Linked DNA regions of Sus scrofa: regions 2 and 3 are each linked to region 1. A link is a contact called in public HiChIP or PLAC-seq data. All regions are on one chromosome and are shown on one strand. Each heading gives the region's core, a stretch centred on a gene start, on an enhancer-like site or on the middle of the called end of the contact. The rest is flanking DNA. Distances are from core to core; before and after follow the strand shown. Region 1 holds the start of LOC110260088 (eukaryotic translation initiation factor 3 subunit C). Region 2 overlaps SGF29 (SAGA-associated factor 29). Region 3 holds the start of SGF29 (SAGA-associated factor 29).

The links. HiChIP or PLAC-seq counts read pairs in DNA pulled down with a chosen protein or histone mark.
Region 2: a contact with region 1 is called in an H3K27ac HiChIP or PLAC-seq map of alveolar macrophages. The contact joins the enhancer-like site here to the promoter of LOC110260088 in region 1. A contact is called at or near these places in 1 of 5 promoter capture datasets (liver), 4 of 47 Hi-C or Micro-C datasets (embryonic fibroblasts, epiblast stem cells, mesenteric adipose tissue and 1 more) and 1 of 2 datasets of contacts at active chromatin or transcription factors (alveolar macrophages).
Region 3: a contact with region 1 is called in an H3K27ac HiChIP or PLAC-seq map of alveolar macrophages. The contact joins the promoter of SGF29 here to the promoter of LOC110260088 in region 1. A contact is called at or near these places in 7 of 47 Hi-C or Micro-C datasets (embryonic fibroblasts, epiblast stem cells, heart right ventricle and 3 more) and 1 of 2 datasets of contacts at active chromatin or transcription factors (alveolar macrophages).

What each region holds. Positions count from the first base shown.
Region 1 is chr3:18,465,402-18,469,434 of Sscrofa11.1, forward strand. It overlaps LOC110260088 (eukaryotic translation initiation factor 3 subunit C), which reads left to right and starts at 2,324. Exons shown (of 21, transcript XM_021088039.1): 1 at 2,324-2,473; 2 at 2,561-2,700. The coding sequence starts at 2,600.
Region 2 is chr3:18,357,131-18,361,163 of Sscrofa11.1, forward strand. SGF29 (SAGA-associated factor 29) reads right to left here. Exons shown (of 11, transcript XM_021088034.1): 6 at 267-331. Among named protein-coding and RNA genes, the nearest start is that of BOLA2B, 7.6 kb to the left of the region's middle. Within about 2 kb of position 2,096, at least 11 of the 83 cell types and tissues checked have an H3K27ac peak or open chromatin away from gene starts, as enhancers often do. A contact at or near this core is called in alveolar macrophages, liver and mesenteric adipose tissue, where this site is marked.
Region 3 is chr3:18,385,699-18,389,731 of Sscrofa11.1, forward strand. It overlaps SGF29 (SAGA-associated factor 29), which reads right to left and starts at 2,232. Exons shown (of 11, transcript XM_021088034.1): 1 at 1,932-2,232.

The DNA of each region.
Region 1 (4,033 bases), core at 1,074-3,573:
GGAAACTCATCAAGCTGTGCACTACTGATCTGTCAAACTCATGTGACTCTACGTTACAGTTCAATAAAAAGTTTGCTGAAAAAGCCCCTTCCCTGTTAAATCGAAAATTTTCAAAATGACTTAGCCAAGGATTAGTAAAAAATAAAGAGTTTGGATATGATTTTTTCCTTTGCAAATGATCAGGGTCTTGGGAGTAACGAGAAATCACTCTAAAATCAGTCATTTTAACTTAAGTCTGAATTTGCATTTCTTCATCTTCAGTGACAATGATCTGCAAATCACTCAACCTCCTTTACCCTTTACTCAAGCTCCCCTGGCAATTTCAGGGCATTTCTTTCTGTTTTGGGAGATAATGAGGTTAATGTCAGCCTCAAGTGGATCTGTGGCGAGAAAGGGAAGGAGAGACGAGAGAAAGAGAGACAGAGAGGAAAAGCAGGGAAGACGGAAGAGAGGGATGACAGTCCAGGATGTGCGGAAAGGCCCTGCCACGTTCTAACCCCAATATACCAGCTGCTGAATGTGCCCTGAATTTTTCTGTCTCTAGGATTTTGTTCATACTGTTTCCTCTACCTACATAAAACGGCCTCCTTCTTTGCCCAGTCTCTTTAAGTCCTACTTTTCTTTTAGAGGAGCGTGGTACCTCCAATGCTCAACATTATGAGACAAGTGCTGAATGAATGAAACTACCTTTAAAAATGTAAAACAAGATGTTCCTGTCATAGCTCAGCGGTAACGAACCCGCTTAGGATCCATGAGGATTCAGGTTGGATCCATGAGGATTCCAGTTTGATCCCTGGCCTTGCATGGTGGGTTAAGGATCTGATGTTGTTGTGAGCTGTGGTGTAGGTCGCAGACATGGCTTGGATCCCGATGTGCTGTGGCTGTAATGTATGCTGGCAGCTCCAGCTCCGATTCGACCCCCAACCTGGGAACCTCCATATAATGCAGGTGCAGCGGTAAAAAAATTAATAAAGAAATAAAAATGTGGAGTTCCCATCATGGCTCAGTGGTTAATGAATCTGACTAGGAACCATAAGGTTGTGGGTTTGATCCCTGGCCTTGCTCAGTGGGTTAAGGATCTGGCATTGCCATGAGCTGTGGTGTAGGTCTCAGACGCAGCTTGGATCTGGCGTTGCTGTGGGTCTGGTGTAGGCCGGCAACTAAATCTCTGATTGGACCCCTAGCTTGGGATCCTCCATATGCCTTGGGAGCAGCCCTAGAAAAGGCAAAAAAGCAAAAAGGCAAAAAGGCAAAAAAAAAAAAAAAAAGAAAGAAAGAAAGAAAAATGTAAAACAGTCCCAGCTCAATAAAACTGCTTGATAGCTTCTCCAACTCACCTGGATTTAAATCCATAGGCCTCCAAGTATCTTCATGATCTAGAGTTATCTACTTCTATACTGTTAATACATTGCTCTCTTTGCTGATAGTACACTGGTCTTCTCCTTATTCCTAGAACCTAGGAGTTTCCTTGTGAAATCAGCTACTTTTTCTGTTTTGTTTGCTGCTGTGTCCAGTGCCTAGAACATTTCTGGTTCATAACAAATGCTCAGTAAATAAGCATTTGTGGAATAATGAATGATACTAGCTTTATATTTATTATATGCTTATATTGTACAAGGCGCTGTTCTAAACGCTTCACATATACTAAGTCACTTAATTTTCATAATATTCTACGAAGTAGGTCCTATTATGGTCCTTATCTGGGGAGACTGAATCATACAGAGATTAGGAAATCTGCCTAAGTGTCACACACTAGTAAGTGTTGGAGATGGGATTTGTTTTTTTGTTTTGGTTTTTTTTTTTAGGGCCACACCCACGGCATATGGAGGTTTCCAGGCTAGCAGTCAAATCGGAGCCACAGCTTCTGGCCTATACCGCAGCCACAGCGACATCAGATCCGAGCCGCGTCTGCCACCTACACCACAGCTCACGGCAACGCCGGATCCTTAACCCACTGAGCAAGGCCAGGGATCGAACCCGCAACCTCATGGATGCTAGGCGGATTCATTTCCGCTGCGCCACAACAGGGAACTCCAGAGATGGGATTTGAATACAAAGTCAGATTCAAAGTTTGCTCGAAGCCTAGCTCCAAAACCTTGTAACTTATCAGCATCGCGTGGACGTTAAAAAAGGAAAATCCTGGTCCTGAGATTCTTACTCCACGGGTCAGAGGTATGGTTGGCATCTGTGAGCAATAAAACCCGACAGCAAAGCGGGTCCCATGGGAGAATCTCTAGGTGGCGTCCTCCCCGCCAAGGTTACATCAGGCCGAATCCCGCCCCTTGCGTGGCGCGAGGGCATCTGGGAGTTGTAGTCAAACAGTACAGTTCGTCGGCGTCCCCCGGAAGTGACGCAAGGGTCCCGCCTTCTCCTCTGCGCGTTTCCGCGGTCCCGGCTCCGCGGTGTGACTCGCGAGCTCAGCTGGTAACTATTTCTTGGGCCTCGTGCTTGGAGGAGCGAAACCTCAGTCGGGGTGCGTGCGGGGACGGTGTGGGTCGGGGTCGGGGAGTGGCGGCCCGGGCCCGTTGTTGTGGCCCGTGACTTTCGGGCTTTTCCGTAGGTCCAGCCGCGTCCGCCGCAGCTGCTCAGCGCCGTCGCCATGTCGCGGTTTTTTACCACCGGTTCGGACAGCGAGTCCGAGTCGTCCCTGTCCGGGGAGGAGCTTGTCACCAAACCTGTTGGGGGTAACTACGGCAAACAGTGAGTAGGGGCCTGCGGCATGGGGACCACTCGGGGGGGGGGTGCGGCAGGCTATGGAAGGCCGTGTATGTGGGAGGGGAATGGAGGTGGTGGCGGTGAGAGCGGGTACCAAGGATGTTCAGAGTTTAAGAGACTGGAGCAGTGTTGGAGGGACAACCTTAACGGCTTAGGGTGCTGTGAATTGTGGGAATCCACCCACCGGGCAAAGGATAGAGTCTTGGAGGAGAGGTTTTCCCACTGGTTGGGTCTGTTGCATTTAGCAAGAAACCTCAGATATTAAGAATTCTTTGATGTGGCTCTTAAGTTTTTAAATATCTGTTAGTAGTTCCCTGTTGTTTACCTCCACCTACATACCCTTCTCCCATCTCTGCAAACTACTTTTTTTCTCCTTTTGGAACAGTAGAATGTTGTTTCTCAAACTTGTGTCATACATATGCCACCTTCAGTTTTTTTTGTTTTTTTGTTTTTTTTGGCACATACCTGTGATTAAGAATGTATATTCCTATCACTTCATTTTTATTTATTTTATTTATTTTTTATTTTTTTGTCTTTTGTCCTTTTAGGGCCGCACCCGAGGCATATGGAGGTACCCAGGCTAGGGGTCTAATCGGAGCTGTAGCTGCAGGCCTACGCCAGAGTCACAGCAATGCCAGATCCAAGCCGCATCTTCAACCTACACCACAGCTCACGACAACGCCGGATCCTTAAGCCACTGAGCAAGGCCAGGGATCAAACCCGCAACCTCATGGTTCCTAGTCGGATTTGTTTCCACTGGACCACAATGGGAATTCCTATTCCTACCACTTCAAAGTCTTGTTTCAGCATAAAACTCACTTTTTAAAAAGAAAAAAAAGGATACACACACGTACCATGTGAATATGATTTCATGTCTTAAGTGGAAAAACCAACCTCACTTGCTACAAAATTGGAAGTAATTGGAAAGTTACTAAGACGGACAAAAAAAGATATTGTTGCCAGTTGAATGCTGTCTGTGGTCTGATGTTTATTTATTAAGGAAAAATACTAGCAATGGAGGTGTTAAAGCCATTGAGACTCTTTTCTTACTCTTGGGTGTTCACAGTCTGGGAAATACTGCTTCCTAGGACTTAGTTCAGATATCACTTTCCTTTCCCTTCATTGTAGCTAAAGGACCCTTTTCCTCACCTTCTTTTAGTAGTTTTTAGTGGTTTGTGTCTTTACATGGTTAATTTTCTGACATAGTAAATACCTCTGCTTGTGTGAGAGGCTGGAAATGGTCATTTTGTATGCATTACAACAGCTGACAAAAGGCCTTACTTGAAGTGTGCTTTAAAGATTGAGTTAGTTCCGGAGT
Region 2 (4,033 bases), core at 846-3,345, 110 kb before region 1:
CCCAGGTTCTCACCACAGCAAGAATCGGGAGGAGGTGGCAGGAGAGGAACACACTCGAGGAGGGGGCAGAGAAGGCACTGTGGTCCCCAGGGAGCACCACGGATGATGCCCATCCTCCCAGCCCAGGCTGCCCCGGGCGCTTCTGTCAGAAGTTCACGGGCTCGTCACACTGGGCTGGGGCTACAGGCCCCCCTAGGGAGACACGACTGCTGCTCTCAGGACCCCTCACTCCACTGCCGCCGCCGGCTCTGTCGTCTCTAACTCACCAATCCGCCTCTCTTCCAACAGAGACTTGATTTCCGCAATCTTATCTAGGGCTTTCCGGAGGATGCTGAGGGTGGGCAGAAGGGAGAGAAGAGGTCTGGATGAAGCACAAGGCAGACTTCCTTTCCTCCTCGCAGCAGGCTGGCTAGCTCACGCCAACCCTGCCGTGGAAACTAGAAGACCCTGAGCATGTGTTTTTTAATCTTAAAAGCACTGGCGAGACAGGGAGGGTCCCGGAGAGGTAAGCAAAGCCGCCGCCGCCTTCCCCAAGCGCACCTGCCAGATCCTGAACACGGGCTGCTGGGCACCCGCAGCCTCGAGCAATGTCTTGTTCAGAGGACAGAAGTTAAAATGTGCAGTCTGCCCCAGCGGGACATGTAAGATGAGACCCTCCAGAGGGCTGGGGGGTCCGGGCCCAGGGCAGGAATAGGGGTGGATGGAACTTGTCCCTGAAAGGCGGCAGCCCAGGAAACTTCTGGAGTTTGCTTAGAGTGGCCGAGACCTAAGCAACCTGGCAGAAGTGCCCCCAAATCCTGGTGGGAAGAAGGCGCAATCCTTTAAACCCCGGGGACTCTCCCCTAGACCACTTCGCCAGCAAAAAGCAGCAGAGTACCCACCCTGGGTTGTTCATTCCCCCACCCATCCCTCCGGCACGCCTGTCACAACCGCCCACATGGCTCTGAAGGCCCTGGTTTAGGAGGAGAGAGACCTCTGAGGACACCCCCCCACAGCGTCACAGGACGGAGTCCCTGAGTGTGTGACTCCTGTGGGCTTGTCAGGAGAGGCCGGAAGACCGGGCTGAAGTCTTGGCAGAGGGAACTGGGCAAACCACGAGGAGGACGGACACCCTGCCCGGTAGCCTTGACGTGTCAAAGCTCAGCGCGGCTGGTGTGAGACACGTGGCTGATGTGGGTGAGGCACTGGGGCGCGGGGCGAGCAGGCAGCCAGGAAAGCAGAGGAGGAGTAAAAGCCAGGGGGCAAGTCTGATGGTTGCTGCTGGGCCTGTCTGGAGGACATCCTTTCATGGAGCGTGTCCGAAGCTGTGTTCTCTAAGACATTAATGCAGTGGCTCTCGGCCAGAACTAGTGGGTCTGGGATGGTGACATGGGATATTTACACAGTATGAAAGCATCTCCCATGAGACACTTATCACACAACGGCAAACAGCCATCACTGGACACAGGAGGAACCTGGAGGAGCTCACCGTAACCAGCGTGGCAGTGTCCTCTGCCTTCCAACACTGGCCAAGGGCAGTATCACTTGGTGCTATTACCTCCGAAAGCGTGAAACCTGATTCTAATCCCGAGGAAACATCAGACAAACCCAGCTGAGGGGCATTCTACACTGGCGTATGATCGCAAAACGTCAAAGTCATGAAAGCCAGAGACATGGAGTTCCCATCGTGGCTCAGCGCTAACAAACCCGACTAGTATCCGTGAGGACGAGGGTTTGATCCCTGGCCTCACTCAGTGGGTTAGAGATTCCGTGTTGCCACGAGCTGTGGGTGTAGGCTGCACACGCGCAGCTCGATCTGGCGTTGCTGTGGCTGTGGTGTAACGTGGCAGCTACAGCTCTGAGTCCACCATTAGCATGGGAACTTCCATGTGCCACCGGTACAGCCCTAAAAAGAGCAAAAAAAAAAAGAAAAGAAAAGAAAAGAAGACAGCCTGGGAACCGTTCCAGGTTGAAACAGACGAAAGAGACATGAACACTAAACTCAATGCTGATCTGCACCAGAAAAATGTTCTTTTGCTATGAGGGTCACCAGTGGACAGTGATGAATCTGAGTTAAGATCTGTGGATTAGCTAATAGTTGCATACAAGCGTAATTCCCGATTTTGAGAAATGTACTGTGGTTAAGAATGTTCTCATTTTTAGGAAATGCTGACATGTATTTAGAGGTCAAGCAGCATCATGCCTCATGTCTGCAACATAAAAGGTTCAGAAAAAGATTTGTGAATAGCCATACAGAATGATAAAGCAAAGGCGGCAAACTATATTTAAGTCTGAAATTATATAAAAAGTTAAATCAAGGAGTTCCCGTTGTGGCGCAGCAGACACTAATCCAACTAGTACCCATGAGGATGTGGGTTCAATCCCTGGCCTTGCTCAGTGGGTCGGGGATCTGGCGCTGCTGTGAGCTGTGGTGTAGGTCAGAGACGTGGCTTAGATCCCGCGTTGCTGTGGCTGTGGCATAGGCTGGACCCCTAGCCTGAGAACCTCCATATTGCCTTGGGTACAGCCCTAAAAAGAGAAAAGACAAATAAAAGGTTAAATCAATACCAGGGCCTGAACTCCACCCCAATTAAATCAGAACCTCTGGGATGCAGCCAGACTTGAGAACCGGTGTGCAAATGTATTCTACTGCCAGTAAGTCTGTGAACCACTGAGCTAAACAAACTGTTATTGCAGAACTTGGCAGAGCCTTTAATACTTTAACTGGAATATGAATCTCTAGGAGAGGAATGTAATATTTCACTCCCTAAAGTTTCTGCAGTTCCACCACAGAGATCCGAGGAAATAATGTTTTAAGATCATTTCCGTTTAAAGAGCAGTTTTCTTTGAGATGTCTCCATCTGGAGCCATAGACGCTTCAGGTCATCCAGGATGACCCTGCAGCAGAGCACGGGTCCCTGCCTTCTGAGAGGCAGCCTTCCAGCCCGGCTGTAACCCTCAGGGCTGGTGCTACCCCAGGAAGTCTGCTTCACCTGGGACAGCCAAGGAAAGACCACTTTCTGAATGACATTCCTTTGAATGCAGCCGAAACCCTGAGCCTTAACCCCCCCTCCCCTGAAAACTGGCACCTCCCCTTGACCATTAGTTAGGGGCTAAAGAGTGTGGGCTCTTTAAAGTCATCCAGTACCGCAGCACACCAGTTCACGGTGGAAATATTTGATGAGGGTGAACTTTTAAAAAGAAATAGGATAGGTGGTCCCGTCGTGGCTCAGCGGAAATGAATCTACCATCCATGAGGTTGCGGGTTCGATCCCTGGCTCTGCTCAGTGGGTTGAGGATCCCGCATTGCCACGAGCTGTGGTGTAGGTCGCAGATGGGGCTCTGACCTAGTGTTGCTGTGGTGTAGGCCAGCAGCTGTAGCTCCCATTAGACCCCTAAGCTGGGAACCTCCACATGCTGCGGTGTGGTCCTTAAAACAAAACAAAAACAAAGCTAGTGGATGTCAGCCTCTCGGGCACATGGCCTCTCTGTGCACCTTTAAGAGGTCTGTGTGTGTGTGTGGGTCCCTGTCAGGGGTGAGGAGAGAGAAATACCTTCCTCCGGCTTCCAAGCTGACACATCCCATGATGGGTCAAAACTAGAGCACTACCCCGGGTCAGCAGCATGGAACGACACCTGGGACACAGGTGGCTGCCAGTGAACAGCCTGCTGACCAGGGCCCAGCAACTGGCTCAGAAAGACGGCCCAGGTGATAAGGCGTTTACTCTCTCCTGCAGGCATTTGACATTTTAGCCCATAAAACATTCAGGCTCTCGCAAAGTTCAAGCGGAAGTCTGCCTGCACTAGCTCAGCCACCCCTCAAACTACCTTCCTTAACTGGAATGCTGAGACAGGCTGTTAAAGACTGTGGCCAGGAGTTCCTGTCATGGCTCAACAGAAATGTATCTGACTAATACGAGGACGCAGGTTGGATCCCTGGCCTTGCTTAGTGGGTTAGGGATCCAGCATTGCAGTGAGCTGTGGTGTAGGTTGCAGAATCCTGCACTGCTGTGGCTGTGGTGTAGGCTGGCAGCTGTAGCTCTGATTCAACCCC
Region 3 (4,033 bases), core at 982-3,481, 80 kb before region 1:
ACATGCACCCAGAGACTACCATATTGTTTGTCTCTCCTGCCACACCAAGATCTCTGAAAAGAGAGAGATGCACTTTTATTCATCTTTATATTCCCAGCAATTAGCACAGGGCCTGGCACCTACTAAGTCCTCAAAAGCAAGTGCAGAACTGAACTGAATCCTGGAAATTTTTTTTTTTTTAACACCATACTTGTAACCTGCAGAGGGATCCAACCTGAGCCACGGCAATGACAGTACCAGTTCCTTAAATACTAGGCCACCAGGGTACTCCCTGGAGGCCTCCTAAAACGGTCTTTGAACTTAGAAACACTGCAACAGTTCTGAAGCTGGACTGTTCAGTATCTTCTCCCTGATCCTGGAAAACAAATCAGTTCCTGTTAACATGCTCTGAAGAGAGACTGTCTGAGTTCCCAGTGGGTTAAGAATCGGACTACAGGGAGCTCCCTTTGTGGCTCAGTGGCAACACAAGACTAGTATCCATGAGCACTCAGGTTTGATCCCTAGCCTTGCTCAATGGGTTAAGGATCTGGCATTGCCATGGGCTGTGGCATAGGCTGGCACCTGAAATTGCAATTTGATCCCTAGTCCAGGAACTTTCATATGACACACCTGCTGCCCTAAAAAGCAAATAAATAAACAATAATCTGACTGCAGCAGCTCAGGTTGCTGCCAAGGTGCTGGTTCTATCTCCAGCCCAGAGCCATGAGTTAAAAGATCCTGTTTAGCTGGCAGTTGCAGCTCAGATTTGATCCCTGGCCTGGGAACTTAGGAATGCTGTGGGTGTGGCCACATAAACAAGTATATAAACAGATAAACATGTACTGACTGATGGAGAAAGAGGACAGAGGGGAAGCAAAAGACATCTAGTATAACTCAAGGTGTTTGAAAAATTGGAAAACTGAAGAAGGTGAATGGTAAAACTCAAAATTTCAGGTAGAGCAATGAGTTGAGGACAAGAATTTGAGAGTTAAACACAAGAGATGGTATTTAGGAGCTCCCGCCGTAGCTCAGTGGTTAACAAAACCGACTAGGAACCATGAAATTGCCGGTTCAGTCCCTGCCCTTGCTCAGTGGGTGAAGGATCCGGCGTTGCCGTGAGCTGTGGTGTAGGTCGAAGACGCGGCTCGGATCCCACGTTTGCTGTGGCTCTGGCGTAGACCGGTGGCTACAGCTCTGATTAGACCGCTAGCCTGGGAACCTCCATATGCCACGGGAGCGGCCCAAGAAATGGCAAAAAGACAAAAAAAAAAAAAAAAGAGAGAGTATTTAAAGCCTAGGAAACAGCACAGAAAAGAGATCAAAGATGAGGCTGTGGGGCAGTACAACCAACCACTGAGGGTAAGTTAGAGCAAGAATCAGCAGAGGAGAAACCAGAAAGAGCTGAAGCTGAAGACGAGAATGTTCCGCATAGCAAATGAAGCACGCATTTCCATTTCAGTGGAGGGGTGAGAGCCAAGGCCTTACTGGAGTGTGTTTGAAGGAGAAAAGGGGCTAATGAGTAGAGAATGAAGTTTTGGCTGCAGTGAAATAGAAAGCACCTGGAGGAATATGAAGAATGAGGTTGTTAAACTAAGCACACCTTCAGCAAATAATGAAAGCTGCCAAAGTGCGGGCCCCATCCTCTGCCCTTGTTCTCTCGCACCTGGGGTGCGTACCCACCCCTCCCAGCCACGGAGCCAAGCTCCACGTGCAGCGGCTTCCCACCCTCTTCCAGCCGGCGAGCGCAGGCGCAGTCAGTTACCAGAGAAGGTCGGCGCCAGCCCTCCCTCCCAGCGCCCCGCCTCTCCCGGTCCAGGGCGCGTGCGCACTGCCTCTCAAGAGCTGCCTCAGCGACGCCCGAGAACAGGGACCCCCCGGCCCTCCGCTCCCGCCATTCTCCGAGCGGGGGTGCGGGGAGCCAAGCAGTGCCTCAGACCACGACGTATACCCACCTACAGAACCACGGGTGGAATAAGCAAGTCGCGCTGGAAACTGCGACGGCGGGAGCAGGCGCGTCTTCCCTCGAATGCCTTTCAGAGTCTGCGGATAACAACGCGCTCACGTTCGAAGATTCGCGGCGGCTCAAGAACCACGCACGCTTTTTCCCTTTTATGAGCAGCGCGAGACCCTCTCTACGCGTGCGCTGTCTTCCTCTCTACGCGTGCGCTCTCTTCCCGTGCCGCGCTGCTCCTTGGGAAATGTAGTTTTTACTTGGACACAGAGTTTCCGCCTCTTCAGCTGAACCTTGTTTTAACCAACCAGAGCGTGTTTTCAGTATCCACTCCTATTACCAAAACCTCGATGAAACAATAAAAAAATTTTTAAACGAGCAGATTGTTGATTGAAGGGGGAGCAGTGGGCATATGAGAACTCTGTACTTGTTCCTTCAATTTTGCTGGAAAGCTAAAACTGCTTCAAAAATTAAAGTTCATTTAAAAAATGTTAAAAATAAATAGAAATAAGCAGATCTGTAAACCCAGATATCATTCTTTTAGAGAGTATTGTCAGGAACATATTGTCATTGTGAGCAAATGTTTAACCACAACGGTTTACATCCTAGTATCTTGTAATCTCTTACATAACCCATACCAAATTTTACGTTTGTTTGGTACACTTGCCTGCTCAGGGAGGTTAGGATCCACTGTTTTATTCACCTATATACACCCATAGTGGCTGGTATATAATAAGCGTTCTATTTTTTAAAATTCATATTAGAGTCTTAGACTTCAACACAAACCATTTCAGCCCAAAACTTAATGCAACATTTTTTACCATCAAACTTACTCTTCTTTCTGTGGTCTCTCAGTAAGTTGCATGACCATCTACCCAGTCTCAGTTCTATATCCTGCGTTTTATGGGGTTTACAGAAGCAAGGAGTTCGCATTTTCGTGTTTATTGAAGTCTCAGGAGTTCCCGTAGTGGCGCAGCTGAAATTAATCTGACTAGCATCTGTGAAGACACAGGTTTGATCCCTGGCCTTGCTCAGTGGGTTAAGGGTCAGGCATTGCCATGAGCTGTGGTGTAGCGGCTCTGATCCTGTGTTGCTGTGGCTGTGGTGTAGGTCAGCAGCTGTAGCTCCAATTGGACCCCTAGCCTGGGAACATCCATGTGCCGCGGGAGAAGCCATAAAATAAAATTTTTTAAAAAAATGAAGTCTCAGAAGCTATTTCTCCTGAATGGCAAATGTCAATTTTATTTTCTCCTCAAGGGAGATTTGGGGCTCGTTTTGGGGCGGGGGTGTCTGTGCCATGGCATGTGGAAGTTTCCCAGCCAGGGATCCAACCTGCACCACAGCTGTAACCTGAGGCATAGCAGTGACAACACTGGATCCTTAACCCACTGAACAAGAGGGAACTCCTGGGGCTCAATTTTTTTGTTTGTTTGAATTTATCTTTAATTTCTGAAGTTTCCTGCAATAACTATGTATCAGTTAACATGTATCACTGGATTAATCTTTTTTCTTTTTCTTTCTTTCTTTTTTTTTTTTTTTTTTTTTTTTTTGCTATTTAGGGCTGCACCCACGGCATGTGGAAATTCCCAGGCTAGGGGTCAAATCAGAGCAACAGGAGCTCCTGTCGTGGCGCAGCGGAAATGAATCCGACTAGGAACCATGAGGTTGCTGGCTCTATCCCTGGCCTCGCTCACTGGGTTAAGGATCTGGCGTTGCCGTGAGCTGTGGTGTAGGTCACAGACGCGCCTCCAATCTGGCGTTGCTGTGGCTGTGTATTAGGCCGGCAGCTGTAGCTCCGATTCGACCCCTAGCCTGGGAACCTCCATATGCCACAGGTGCAGCCCTGAGAAGACAAAAAGACCAAAAAAAAAAAAAAAAAATCAGAGCAACAGTTGCCGGCCACAGACACAGCCACAGCCACAGCATGCCAGATCCTTAACCCACTGAGTGAGGCCAGGGCTTGAACCCACATCCTCATGAATCCTAGTTGGGTTCCTTAACCACTGAGCCACAAGGGGAACTCTAATCTTTTACGTATTTTACAGTGTTGCCCATATGTAAGAAATAGCTCTGTCTTCACATCCAAATTTCTCAAAAGAATCA